2 separate regions of the Gossypium arboreum genome follow, and region 2 is linked to region 1. Evidence: chromatin contacts called from public Hi-C data. All regions are on one chromosome and are shown on one strand. Each heading gives the region's core, a stretch centred on a gene start, on an enhancer-like site or on the middle of the called end of the contact. The rest is flanking DNA. Distances are from core to core; before and after follow the strand shown. Region 1 holds the start of LOC108484663. Region 2 holds the start of LOC108464347 (mitochondrial uncoupling protein 5-like).

What was found. Hi-C and Micro-C count contacts between places; a contact is called where the count stands out from the background.
Region 2: a contact with region 1 is called in a Hi-C map of leaf, with 3 times the contacts expected there. The contact joins the promoter of LOC108464347 here to the promoter of LOC108484663 in region 1. A contact is called at or near these places in 2 of 5 Hi-C or Micro-C datasets (both in leaf).

What each region holds. Positions count from the first base shown.
Region 1 is chr11:48,085,605-48,093,251 of ASM2569848v2, forward strand. It overlaps LOC108484663, which reads right to left and starts at 3,016. Exons shown (of 6, transcript XR_001871290.2): 1 at 2,618-3,016; 2 at 2,425-2,540; 3 at 2,238-2,343; 4 at 2,089-2,142; 5 at 856-1,092; 6 at 343-510.
Region 2 is chr11:48,286,251-48,293,897 of ASM2569848v2, forward strand. LOC108464347 (mitochondrial uncoupling protein 5-like) reads left to right here and starts at 4,504. Exons shown (of 1, transcript XM_017764610.2): 1 at 4,504-6,029. The coding sequence starts at 4,921. The coding sequence ends at 5,886. TRNAS-GCU (transfer RNA serine (anticodon GCU)) reads left to right here and starts at 2,265; the gene lies at 2,265-2,346.

The DNA of each region.
Region 1 (7,647 bases), core at 1,766-4,265:
TTATCTTAAATTTTAATTAAATCAATTAAGACTTGTTTCTCATCTTTGATTTCCAGCTTCCGAAAATTCAGTGACATTTCTCTTTAGTTTTGATTTTTCTTCCAAAAACAATATTTCTGTTCAATTCCGATTTCCTTTTAATCTTGCCCCTTTTTAGCCAGGCTTCAAACTTTATTTGCATCCTAAAAGTTCAATTCATGATATAATTCTTCTCTCGATTTTGATCCAATTAAATAAATTCAACAATGGGGTCATCAAAAGGAGATTTTATTTTATAATAATATGAACTGAATTGTAATTTTAATCGAGATGCATCTTTTCAAAGGACAACCATACCCCCCTTTCTTTCTAAACGGCTCATTGTTTACTGGTTACGCCAAGTCTCAGTCCACTCCCAGTCCGCTGATTATCCTCTCGCATTTGCTACTAATCATCGCCTCAGCCTACGGGTATTAGCAGCCGTTTGCTGCTATTATCCCCCTCCAAAGGGCAGATTCGTACCCGTTACCCCTGCGCCATTGAAAGCATCCAACTTGCATGTGTTAAGCATGATATCTATTTCACTAATCTGAAGTTGTAGTTAGAACAAGATATACAGATCTATTTTGGTCCCAAAAAGTTATTTCTTTCACCCTGCCTCCCTTCACATAAAACTTTATGCTTCCTCTACTCAATTTCATAGTTGCATTTCCACGAAAAATGAATAGCTCACTATGTAAACTAAAACTTAGTAATCAAGTCTATAAAACAAAGGTTCCCATGATATTATTGTCACCATCAATAACTTGAAAACTATGTACGATATGTGAGGCAACGAACAAATGTATTTTCCGAAAGGAGATTTGCAGCACATACCAATCTTAAATCTGTTGAACCAAAGCTGGGAAATTTTGTAGACAGGATCTATCTTTACGGTGAAGTGTGAAGTCAGTTTCAATGCTTATAAAATTCGAGTTCTCTACTACAGTTGGCTTTGATAGCCTCTTCTAGTTTCTCAGCTCGATCGAATTCAACCTTGAAGGAAACCATGGTGGTCCCATCTTTGCCTGTATCATAATCCTGTTTGATGTCCTCAGCTTCGAAAGATTGTAACTGCAGCAAAGAAGAACAAGATTACCATGTGATACATTTTGAAGGTCCCCTTTCTAGGGCAAAGACAACGAGAGTAACAAAATGTTAGAAGAATTTCAATAATGCAACTTACATACACCAAATTAATTAGTTATCACCTCTACATTCCTAAAAACCAAATATAAATATAAAGTCGAGAGCAAATAAAAAGAAAGCATAAAATGGGAGAGGAAATTATATAGCTTGTTTTGATCCCCAAAAGTTAAATAAATTTGTTAAATAAATAGTTTAAAATCATCTTATCCCTAATTAAGAGAAACCCTTCTTTTGAACCCACAGTTTAACTCGGTTTGTTCATGCAATTACCCTTAAGAGGTGGTATTCACATAATCTGGGATCCAAATCACAGCATCTGTAATCCTTAGTTTACAACCTACTTTGTAACATGCTGGTTCCAGAAAATGATTCATTCCAGGTCACAATATGACTCAGATGAACTGAAACTACCACTTACAAATAGACATGAATAAATTGACTTGTTACTAAAGGGACATGTCGCTAGAGAAACAAGCAAGCGGTATCCAAGGATGTTACAATCATTATTCATAAACATCCTAATGGTGATTATCAGATGAGAAACTACAACCTCACACATTCCGATGGTGGAAAACGGATGAGAAACTAAATTATACAATCACACACATTCCAATCATGCTAATCGGATCAGAAACTAAATTACATAACCAACACATTCTGACGGCTATAAGCCAATAATCGGATGAGAAACCACATTAAGAGAAATTTATATAAAAGAAGCATAAAATTTTTCTACTTTTTATTTATAAACATTATATGCAAACAACAAACAGAACTAAACACTAACCATAAAATATCAAATTTTTTTTTTTAACAAAACAAAACAGACCATAAGGCCTAACTTTCATTTATAGCTATCTGAATTACAAGTTCGTGAATCTCTCTAGAAGGACTAATTTGAACAGGGAAAAAATTGCTCACTTGATGGTATAGAACTCCCAAAAGATCAAAAGGAACTTCCACTCCCATTGGAACCTTCAAAATTCCAATTAAATATCAACATTTCCAAATATTAAAATCATAAAATTTAAAAATTAAAATTGTCATACATAGATTATTTCCATTCTTACTTTAGATTTTACAAGACAAGTTGGAGCATTTCTCAAGCATTCCGAGGCCACTCCACCATAAGCCCTAACAAGTCCTCCCGTTCCCAATTTAATTCCTCCAAAATACCTGAAATTTATTTGAAGATTCATGTTATTTGTCCCTTCAATTTTGATCATGGCAATATATGTCAAAAGTAAATAAATATACCTAATAACGACCACCATGATTCTGTCAAAACCTGAAGAAACAATTGCAGAATGAATCGGCTTCCCCGCCGTTCCAGAAGGTTCGCCGTCATCATTCGACCGATACTGATCCCCAACCTATTAAACTTTTGATAGGTCAATTATGAGGCAAGATGAATGAGATGATAGAAAAGCGTGGCGTCATATTAGATTACCTTGTAAGCCCAACAATTGTGAGTGGCACGCGGATCCTTGACTTGGTTGAGGAAAGAGTGAGCGGACTGCTCGTTAGAGATGGGACCAGCAACGGCGATGAATTTGCTCTTTTTTATTTCTTTTTCGAATGTTACTGTTTCTTTAATGGTGGTGAAGGCGCCTGCGTTGCTGGTGGTGCCGGAGCTGCTGGCGGTAGTGACCATTGGTTTTTTGGCGGTGGAGAGGGCGGAAATTGAGGCGGAGAGGCGGTGGTTGAGCTTGTGGCAGTAGCGATAGCCAGGTGTTATTGCAACTGGCATTTGCTTGTTTTGGGTTCCTTTCGTTTCAATAAAATCAGTGACAAACAAGCCTTTTTCCTACTCCGCCCGCCGTTTCAAACGGTAGTCCACTCGTATTAAACGACGACGTTATGCAACCATTTTACTATTTTTTATTAAAATTTAATCTTTATATTTTTATTTGTAAGATTTTAGTTTTCTATTTTCCAAATTTTAAAACTTAGATCTTACTCTTAACATTGTTAATATTATTTTTAAATTCAATTTATTACAACTTAATTTTTTAAATTACATTACTATTAAGTTTTTATTTTAAAATATTATACTAAAAAGTTTAATAAACAATTAATAACAATTAAATTTGAATATAATAAAAATTAAAACAATTTTATCTAATTATTCTAGTGTTTATTTGTTGAGTTATTCACTCTTTAATATTTAACATACGCTTTTTATTATCATTTGTTGGTCATTGATCAAGTTAATCATTATCTAAATTTTAATCTGCATCATTAATATTATCAAGATATTATTTTTCATGTACTTTTCAAGTACATGGATCATCTCAATTCCATTAATGATTGAAGTTATGAAATAAGCAACATGTTAGTATCATACAACCTTTTTTTTTTAATGTTATATTAAGGTGATGTTAATATGATAAATATTTTTTTAGATCAACAAATTTCTACTCAATCACATTTTCAAAGCCTTGAATATTTCAAATTAAAGAATTTGTAAGCTGTTCATGGTGCTACCACCAAGACACTAGAGAACACTCCATTGTTGTTGCATTGTGAACGACATGTCTTTTATCTAATCGTAATAAGGAGGCGACCATTATAACATTTATAAGGATTTTCAATTACATAGGATAGTATAGAATATACATATTTATATAAGATGAATTTTTAGATTTCTATGCAAATAAACAAGTGGGATGAGATATCTATAAATTTTACAGTTAGGGTTACGCTAGAATTTTCAAAAAGATCTTGACATTTATGAGTGACAAGATTACTTTAAATTTTCGAGATTTTCACCTCTTAGTTAAAAATATTGTTTAAAGATTAAATTAGGTAATAGTTTCTAAATACGCCTAGACGACTTATATAGATGTAGATAATTATTTAAATTTTTGAGATTTTTCGTCTAAGATTTGGTTTTGTAGGGTTTTAAAAAAACTATGACACATATGAGTGTCAAAGTTGGTTTAAATGTTAAAATGCTACAAAAGCACATAAACAACAAAGGATAGGGTTTTAAAATTTTTACTGACTTCAACACCTAAGAATGTTAAGGTACCTGTAATCGTTCCTTAATCATTACCCTGTTTCCAATGTGGATGTAAGACATATAAGGGGCCTTAACACCTATAAGTATTGAATTACTTGTTAAGAAAAGAAAACCTATTCCAAAAAATAATTTGTTTGATATGCTTATTTTTTACATTATTTAAATATTTATTAATTTGATATTTAATAGTCATTAATACTTTTATTACGTTTTGTTTTTAAATTTTAACTTGTTTTGATATCTTGATGGGATATATAAAATTATCTGTTAAAAGATGTTGAAAATATTTGTTTGGTATACGAAAAGTTAACTTTATTAAATTTATAATCTATAATATATATATATATATATATATATATATATATATATATATATATATAGTTAGAAACAATCCCAAATGGATCTCTTTAAACACCTGTCCAAACTTTATGTAGTGACATTGGGTTTGTTTTCAAGCAGATGAAAATTACAAAATAAATTGAAGCAAATATTTTATAATTTTAGTTATGATAATAAATAATTAGAAATATGAGATTTTTAACTTTTGTTCAAAAATTGGAAGAATAATAAATTACGAATAAGTACTTATAACAATTATTCAAACTTTAAAAACTATTCATCTAAAAATAATGTAATTTAAAAAAAACTAAAACAATTAATTAAAGTTTTAATTTTTTATAAGGAATAATATAATTTTTTGCCCATGAACTTGATAACTAGGTCCATTTTGGTACTTGTACTTTTTTTATCCACTTTGGTACTTGAACTTGATAACTAAATTCATTTTAGTTCTTGAGCTTAAAAAATACAACAGTTTAAAGATGTGACACTTATTAAAGCCATAAAACTCTTATATAAACCTAGAACGTAAACCAAAATCTGTCATGTCAGATCATCAAGAACAAAACTAGATTGAAAGTGTACCTGAATCCATTGATATCATGAAATATTCAAGTCTTGTGGTTTTGATCTTTCAAACTAACACACAAGTATTTTAGAGAAGGTGACTCTCTCTTTTCTGAATATGGGATGCCAGAAAAGTTACATATGTGTAATTTGGGTACCATAACCCTAATATATAACTTTTGCACATTAAATTTAATTTCTAATCAGCTCATCATCAATTAGAAATTAGTTACTAGAGTATCAACACATCTTTGACTTATAATTTATTTAATAACAGAAGGCCAATAAATTTTAACCAAATTAGAACATCTTTAATTCGGGCTAACCTTTTATGATAGTAAATAATAATATGTAATTATCCTTATTATATACGTGATGTCCATATTTTTCCAACAATCTCCCACTTGGACCACATATATATATACTAATTACTCTACAATTATATGTCATTATAAAACTTTATAAGCTCAAAACTTTACTATTATATCCAAAAGGTGTTTCAAACAATCTCATCATTTAATTATGTCAACATAGAACTAATGCGACTTTCGTTACATACATCATAACTAAATCCATCATTGATCACATATATTAACACAACCAAATTATATAGATCAAGTATGGATGTGTAGCATGGAAATTAAATGCAATGTGATCTAAACATGCCTATTTCCAACTAGTCCTTATTAACCTTAGTGAGATCAAAATTTATCAAAAACAGAGTGTGAATAAACTAAATAAACCTAATTTCTACAAAAAAAACAAATATCCTCAGTATCTGTAAACTAAAATAACAAAAAATGTGTCTATAATAGAAAAATATTTAAAATTACAAACTCCCACTAAAATCAAGTATCTTAAAATGACATTACACTTGTATGACCAATGTGCTCATAAAACCTTGAGTGGTAGTCCCTTAGTAAACAAATTTGCAATTATGGAGTTTGTCCCAATATGTTTATAAACATCTGACCACTCTGAACTCTTACTTTAACAATCAAGAATTTAAAGTTTATGTGCTTTGACTTTGACTTGCTCTTGTTGTAATTGGAATAAAGAACTACAATTTGTTGCCACAATTTGCACCTTAGTGACGAAATTTTTCATCCACATTCCATTAAAAGCGGACTCTATATAACTGACAATCTAAATTATCAGACTTTCAATATGTGAGCATATAATGTTTTGTTTTCTGAAGATAATGTATGAATCATATTGTTTCTTTCCAGTGATCCATATTATAGATTATAAAGTTATGGACAAACATTATACTTCAATAACTTGATAAAGAATTGGAATTAATCAAATTTGGATTATGAAAAAAGACTAAAATTTTCATTTCTAAATGAACAAGAAAAACCAAATTTGTCCAATATTGAAATGGAAATAAAATTCAGTGTAAAATACAGTATAACAAAAGTCTTATTCAAATTTAAATAAAATATTGTTCTTAAAAAAATCTAAAGGAATAATATTTGGTATAGTATTAGTGGAGTTTTAGACTCCACAAGTCGAAGTCAGGGGGTTGACAAGTGTCCTATAAGGGTATAGTAAAATATTAAGATATAAATATTTTAAGAAATAGATACATGTCAAATTTTTAAAGCTTCTTGTGGAATAAAAAAAAATTACACTACTAGTGTACTAAACACTAACCATAATCTAAAAGCCCTTATTGCTTCAACTTCTACTGGATTACTATCACATTCATAAATGTATCTTTCACCATCATTAGGCTTTCGGTAAGTCTGACAACCTTGCATAAACACACTAATGTAAGTTGTTACACCAAAATCTATCCATCATGTCTAGGTACCTAAATCAAATTAACTTCATAACAAATAAAATTAAGAAGTGCACCTGTTGCACCATAAGAGAAACAACCATACTTAGTTAATTCCTTTTGTTGTTTCTTTTGCAATGTTGTATTTGATTTCTTATTTTTCTTTATATACCTCATTGAAGTTAGATTTGTTAAGGATATATCAATTTCAACCTTTACTTTCTTGACAAACCTCTTTTCAACGTCGACAATAAATTCCTTACCCCTAGTAATCTTATCAGACATAATGCCCTTAAATGTTCCAATGCGTGTAGTGATGTTGGTAGGTATAATAGTAGTTTTATCAATTCAAAACAAGCTCACATAATATTTTAAATTTAAACCAAAATAACTGAATAAAGGTAAATCCTATCTTAAGATACAAGTCAGTCCATTAATATTTCATCTTTGGATAAAATATGAACTTGTATGTGATATCTTGGCATAGTAATTAAATATTGACAACAAGAACATGTAGAACAATAAGTCTTCCTTTGGGCTAATTTATTATTCACATGTAAAACCAAATAATCGTCACATGTTTATTACCATAGTTGCATATGTAATTTTATTAAATATTAACCTTCCTTTGAGTTGATTAATATTAATATAACTTAAGTTACATGCACAAAACCTTTTATATTTTAAAATAAAATCATTTTCACAATAGAAGTTACTTTGGCAATTCATTGTTTCAATTAAGTTATTTTAAATACACACACACACA
Region 2 (7,647 bases), core at 3,254-5,753, 200 kb after region 1:
TTTCGACTAAGCCAAATTTTGGGATGCTACATGATATCAATAAAATTGTACAAGTACCGATACATTTTGGGAAACATCAATACTTCTTGCAGGAAGCTATTTTAAAACTGATTTGAAATTGCTTTAATTAAGTTGAAGAGTTTAAATTCATTTTCAGGACTTTGTCAAAAATATTCTAAGTGTTTAAAGCATTTTCTAAGATGTTTGGAAGTTTTGAAATATTATTCATACTTTGAATTCTTTGTTCAAAAACAAATTTTTTATTTAAAGATGTTTTTGTTTGTTATATCAAAATAATTTACCAAATAAAGCTAGTTCAACAATTACTAAATAAGTTTATAATTAATAGGCAAAAGTTAGAACTTAATTATAAATTATTTGAGCCCTAATTATATATGTCCAATCATTCCTCCGATAGCTCGTTGAAACCATAAATGAATTACATGTAGAACCAAATTAATAGAAATTAATAGAAATGAATGAAAATGTTGAAATAAGAGATATTGATCGCATTCACAAAAGAATGCATTTTGTTAAGTATAGAAATTAATTGAGAATTAATTTCCTTATAGATTTTTTTACGGTTAAGTTGTTATGACTTTAACGGAATTAGAATTGGGATAAAAATTATTTACTTGAGAAATTAATTTAGTTAATTAAATTATTTGATAAGTAATATATATTTTGGAAAATTAAAATTTATCTTTATTTTTTGTAAAATATTGAATATATGTATATACAAAGCATATGTAGTTCTACTCCCAATTTGGCAGCGTGGGTGAATGGGAGTGCAAGAATTCCTGGCATAGGCCGTTGGCTAATATTTCATGGCAAAAAGCGTAGCCGTGCTACCTTTTGAAGCAAAGAATTTCATTCTCACGGAATCCACTCGTCAAGAATGTTCCATCTTTTTTCATAAGAACAGATGAATGTTCCATCCTTTTTCATAAAAAATAAAAAAAAAGGAAAATGAATGTTCCATATCTGCTTTGATAGCTCAAGGGCTACAGCGATGCATGCGATTCTCACAATGAAAATGCATGCAATTCCCTTCGCAGAACATGTCTCATTAAACATGCCATTTATTCCACAATCAATATGTCTGATATATATATATAGTTTTAATTTATAAAAAAAAAAAAACAGCAGTCGTGCAAACAAATTGATAAAAAGAAATTACAAATGGAAGGAATAGAATAAAGTTCTTATATAATGAATGAAGAAAAGATGGAGAAGAATATATACTTTTTCATTATGTGACCATACTCTTTACTTTTGTTTTCCTTTTAAACTTTTTAAAGGGATAAAGTCCTCCGAATTCTTGTAAATCATTCAATAAGGTATTTATATTTTAAAATATGTAATATATTTGATTAATTAATGTGATACCCATTTCTATCACCATCAATAATAATCAGCAAATATAACACTATGATCCTTCAACAATCTCTTCCCCTTCTGATGAACACATCTAGCACTATGATACAAGTTACTTAACAAAAATGATTGTTTAATTAAAAATTTATTTTTATATGAAAATATTTCACCCCGAATAACCTATTTTTGTGTAAAATTTAAACACAATTGCTTTAATACATACTTTCTTGACCACTTCAACAGAGATTGATAATAAGGTCATTTCCTCCTCCGTAACCCATTTGAATTTAGTGGCTATTGATAACCAATTTTGAGTTATCAACACGTAAAGTTACGCTGGTTTTACATATATGCTATTCATGTTTATTTATTTTCTGAATTCACAAGTTAAATTTAACTATTTATATTTAATTTGAGTGACAAAAGAATGATCGAATATAAATCTTTAATTTAAAATCAAATTTGATGTTATTTTATTAAATAAACAAATCTAACTTAGTTTTATCTAAAATCTATTTCAAAATTTTTATTACTTAAAATTTGGATCAAGTCGATTACGTTTGCAACCTAGGAAGAGCTATGACGGTCACATAATCTATTTTATTTAACTTGACTATCTTGAATGACAATGAAAATATCACAATCGACATTTCGTTTTAAAATAAACGTGTCACATTAAACTAATTTACTAGTTGAAGTGTCAAACTGTACACAATCCCTTTATTGGTCGCTAATATTATTGTATTACAACTAAATACTTGACTTCATCTTAGTTTTCTTTGGCTAAATAAGTAATTTTACTTCCCGGATGCATCTGTTTAATTTTCACGCTATTTCATTTCATTGTTAAGCCTTTAAAATTTTTATTTATATCTGTTATCGTATTCGTCGCTTTGGCCGAGTGGTTAAGGCGTGTGCCTGCTAAGTACATGGGGTTTCCCCGCGAGAGTTCGAATCTCTCAGGCGACGTTTAAAGTTTTGTCGAATTCCAGTGAGGCCAAACTTTTAGCACCCAAAGCCAAGATGACATGATCCCACAACTTGGTCATGCCTGACCGGCTGACCCCGTATCCGTCAACGTTTAATTACATATGTACACGTGGATGGCCTTTACACCATCTGAAAAGCCCCCATAATTACTCAACTTTACCAGTTCCAACTTTGAAATGGGAATGCAATGACCCCACTCAGTCAAGGGTGGTTATAGCACATTCATTTGGAGCCTTCCACTAGACAAACTTTCAATAAAGCAATTCTTTTAAAAACTTAATTTAACTCCAGGGGACTCCTCCTTCAAACAAACAAGTGTTATTATATATTGATAATGTTGGATTCAGTTGAGTGTTTAATTTATAAAAATGTTTGATTAATGTTTAAAAGATTTAATTGGTATAAATATTATCATTAACGAGAAAAATGTAAGTTCGAGTGAATTGAAATATATTATTTTTTATTTATGGATTAAAATGAGTTATGAATAATTTTAATCATTATGTCGAAAAAATATATAATCAAGTTATTATAAAATTATTAAAAAATTATTAGATATAATTTTATGCACTGTAAATAAATTAAATAATCATATATTATTAAAAATTTAATTTAAGTTGATTGACTTTAAATTATATACCGTGTAATACATCAAAGATTAAAATTAATTTGAAGAGAAGAGGGTGACCGCTAATCACTTGTGAAAAGTCAGCCTGCAAAAAGTCAGGCACATCGAAGGACAACCATCAAATAGAGATGGCCTATGCCTCTGATTGGCAATTACCCATCCCCTTATCACAGCTCGACACGTCAAAATGTCTAATGACTTCGTCCCTCCGTTATAATATTAGTTCCTTAAGGCTGTTGTGTTAAAAAAAAAAAAACGTCACCTTTGTAACGCAAAATGCGGGGCAAAAGCCAGGAATTACGATGGAGTTAAAAATGGTTATATTAACGAAGTTCTACCGTTTTAGTTGAATATTTAACTTTCGAAAGAGTCTAAATTGCAGCTATTTTATTCGAAAGGGATTAAATTGAAATATTTAGCTGCCACTTTCACAAATATCTCAACCAATAAATAAATAAGTAAGTTGACAATTAATTGGCAATTAAAAACCTATCGGTCGATTTCACCAAAAAGAAAACCTATCAGTCAGTCGACGATTAAACGACTTTTTGAACTAAAAAATTTGGTTTATTAATTAGTTGCTAAGCAATTAATTTTATTTGATAGTTTTCAAAATAATCAGTTAAAAAGAATGAATCAAATTACTAGTTAGGAGTGAAACAACCATAGATGCACAGTTAATTTAAAGAGATTTTTAATAGAAAATTGAATAGAGTTTCGTAATTATACCAGACACCCCTTAAGTGGTCAAAGACCATGCATGAACGTATTTGCAGATGAAATTAATAAGAAACCAAATAAAGCCAAAAGTCATATAAGGAATAAAAAAACGTGAGACCGCCCAATCCATTTCACTCAACTCAAATTTCCAACTAATATTATAATTATTTTAAATATAATTATTATTTTTATATTTAAAATATTTTAAAATTTATTGTTTTTCATTTATATTGTGGATATGGTATTTTTAAATATTTTATATATAAAATATTTTAATTAATTATTTCAAATATCATCATATTTATATATGAAATATTTTAAATACATATATAAAATATATAAAATACTAAAATTTACTACACTCATGATATGGATTGAAAATAAATATTACACATATAAAATTATATTTATTAAGAATAATAATTTTTATAATATTATTTGATTTTATAAATAAAAAAGTTATTAATCAAAAATATGAATTAAAAATAAAAACTTTTAAAATAATATATTTAAAATATTAATTAAAAATAATAATAATAAAAACTTAAAACAACATTAAATGAAAAATAAAAATATATGTAAAAGAGGAATTTAGGACTTAAAAGACAAAACCATTGACACTAACTACATATAAAATATATAACCTAAATTATTTTGAAATTGCCGACTTGCATCCACCTCCACCTGATAGGCCTGTGGCGGGCTCCAGCCTATGTTGAGGGATATTTTTGACTTTGATGAAACCCACAAAAAAAGAAAGAGACCAGAGGCAAAAAAACGCGTATACAATAAGAGACGGCCCAAGAAGTGTCCCTCCTTCCCGCAACACCCGTATTTCCCATGTGCCTTAGCCGAACCACGTGACCGCCGCCGTCGCAGCTATAAATACGTTCCCCTGCCCACAAAGCCAATCACCCCATTCATTAGCTGATTTTTCTTGGTTAGCATATGTCTCAAAGGCCTAACGTTCCCCACTCTTCTTCAATAGCTTTTGGTCTCCATTCTCATCTCCTGGTTTCCAGTGAGATGAACCCTAATTCCAACTGGTCTTAATAGTTCCATCTCTTTCTTTTTCTTCTATTGATTTTTTGTTTAGACTTCTTTTATTGCCTTTTTGAAACAAAGTAATTGCCTTGTTGATTTGCAAGCAAATTTTGGTAAAGTTCTTAAGTATTTGAGTTTAGATCTTCTTTGAGAGTGCCGCTATGGGAGTGAAGGGTTTTGTTGAAGGAGGCATAGCCTCAATCGTGGCCGGGTGTTCGACCCACCCGCTTGATTTGATCAAAGTCCGAATGCAGCTCCAGGGTGAAAGCCATGTTCCCAATACGGCTGTTCAAACACTCCGCCCTGCTTTAGCCTTTCAGACAACCACTACTACTACTTCCTCTGCTATCCACATGCCTCCTCCGCCGGCGCGTGTTGGACCTGTGGCCACCGGGATCAAGATCTTCCGGACCGAAGGCGTCGCTGCTCTTTTTTCTGGCGTCTCTGCTACCGTCCTCCGCCAGACCCTCTATTCCACCACCCGCATGGGACTCTACGACATCCTGAAACAGAAGTGGACTGATAAAGAGACCAAAACCATGCCTCTCTCGCGGAAAATCACCGCCGGGCTAATCGCCGGAGGGATCGGCGCTGCCGTTGGGAACCCAGCCGACGTGGCGATGGTGCGAATGCAAGCTGACGGACGCCTTCCCGTATCTCAACGTCGTAACTATACCAGCGTTGTCGACGCCATCACACGCATGACCAAACAAGAAGGCGTGACCTCCTTGTGGCGCGGCTCATCGCTGACGGTGAATCGTGCGATGTTGGTGACGGCATCGCAGCTTGCCTCCTACGATCAGATCAAAGAGATGATTTTGGAAAACGGGCTGATGAAAGATGGGCTGGGGACACACGTGGCAGCGAGCTTTTCAGCCGGGTTTGTTGCGGCAGTGGCGTCCAATCCTGTTGATGTGATAAAAACAAGGGTGATGAACATGAAGGTGGAGGCAGGGCAAAAGCCGCCGTACGCCGGCGCTTTGGATTGTGCTATCAAGACGGTGAAGTCGGAAGGGCCGATGGCTTTGTATAAAGGGTTTATACCCACAATCTCGAGACAGGGACCATTTACGGTGGTGCTGTTTGTGACACTGGAACAGGTCCGGAAGTTGCTTAAGGACTTTTGAGGCATTGATAACAAAGACGATGACGAAAATGAATGTTTAAGTTACTTAATTGTTTTCCAGTTTTATGTTGTTCTACATGTTAAACGCGATGTGCGATTCTTGTTCTAATAATGATATCAATAGATGAGATATTTGCTCTAAAATTACTGTAGGTAAATTAGTCGCTGCAAATCCACCTCAATTTTGATTTGGGTTCATGATAGGGGTAATAATGCTATTGTTGTCCAACTCATTAATCACTATTGCCTTTTCAGCAAACAAACATAAACGTCTTTATCAAAATTGAGGTGGATTTGCATCTTCTTTTGGGGTACATGAGATATTTGGATGGCTGATTCCGATATTAGTCCCTGTATTTTCTAATTTTTAAAATTTCAGTCCTCATTGAAAGGATAAATGGATGTTTTGGTTTGTCAAATCTTACTTATGACCTGTAATGTTACATTTTCGAATGAGATTATGGTGTTTAGATTCTCAGCATTTCTTTCATTTCTCGACGATGAAGTAAGACTAAGCCCATGAGCTTATTATTCTAGGTCAGAACAAGTTGATAGGATCCCTTACACCCCTGAGTCCCTCCCATGTGGCGACATGGGGTCGTAAAAAGGAAAGAGAGGGATGAAGTTTTGGGGGTTTCTCTCGCTTTTGGCATAACGAGCCCCCAACGAGAGGTCCACACGACGAGACTATTAGCTCAGTGGTAAAGTGCACTCCTGATAATTGCGTCATTGTGCCAGACTGTGAGGGTTTTCAGTCACATGAATAGTTCAATATGCTTATCAACACTTGACCCTGAGATGTGAATCATTCAAGGCACATTAACATAGGGTACTCTTGTTTGAACCGAGGTTTGAAAGCCTCTTTCTTAGATTATTTAAGATTTTGGGTAGAATTTAAAATTTTGGATAAAATTATCCTTTATCTTCATACTACTTGTGGTTTATTGCATTCATCGTAACAAACTCGTTTTGGTTGATTAATTTTTTCTTTTATGAAATTATTTTATTAATCTTAGTAGCTAGTTTCTTTATATGATTTTTTTTTTTGGAAATAAAATCCTCATTTCTTTTATTTTACATAAAATTTACAAATAAGGTTAACAGCTTACGTTACCAAATAAAACCCATTTTGCCATAAACATTAATAATTAGAAAAACCAATAGTTTAAAAAAAACTCAATCTTCTTAAATTTGTTGAAACCCGCAAATCGTAACAAATAGAACATAAAATTTGGAGGTTTATATTATGAATTTTAGTTGTACTTCACTTTTCATATTAAAAGTGATTCTCTAAATAAACAACTATAAATTATATAAATAAACTATCATAATTAGGTTGAATAGTTGTTGAGTTGAATTCATATAATAAAATCAAGGTGTAATAAAATGAATTTATTAAATTATTATAATTTTATGAAAATTTAAGACTAAAAATGTTGAACTTTTAAAACAAAATCCTATATCAAGGGTAATTTAGTAAAATTTGTTTTAAGATAATCTTACATTTTGTTAACCAAAGACATGAATCTTATATTCCAACTAAATAAACCAAACAAGGTAATCTCATATTCCATCCGTAATCCTATTACGAAATGTAATCTAAGATTTGGACCGTTAAATTTATTAAGTTATGCGATTTCCAAAGTTTGATGGGATAAACATATTATCATATGGATAATATTATGTCAATTTGTTATTTTCACATACTACTCACTAAAAGTTTAATTAATCGACTAATAATCATCATCTGCATCAATATTAA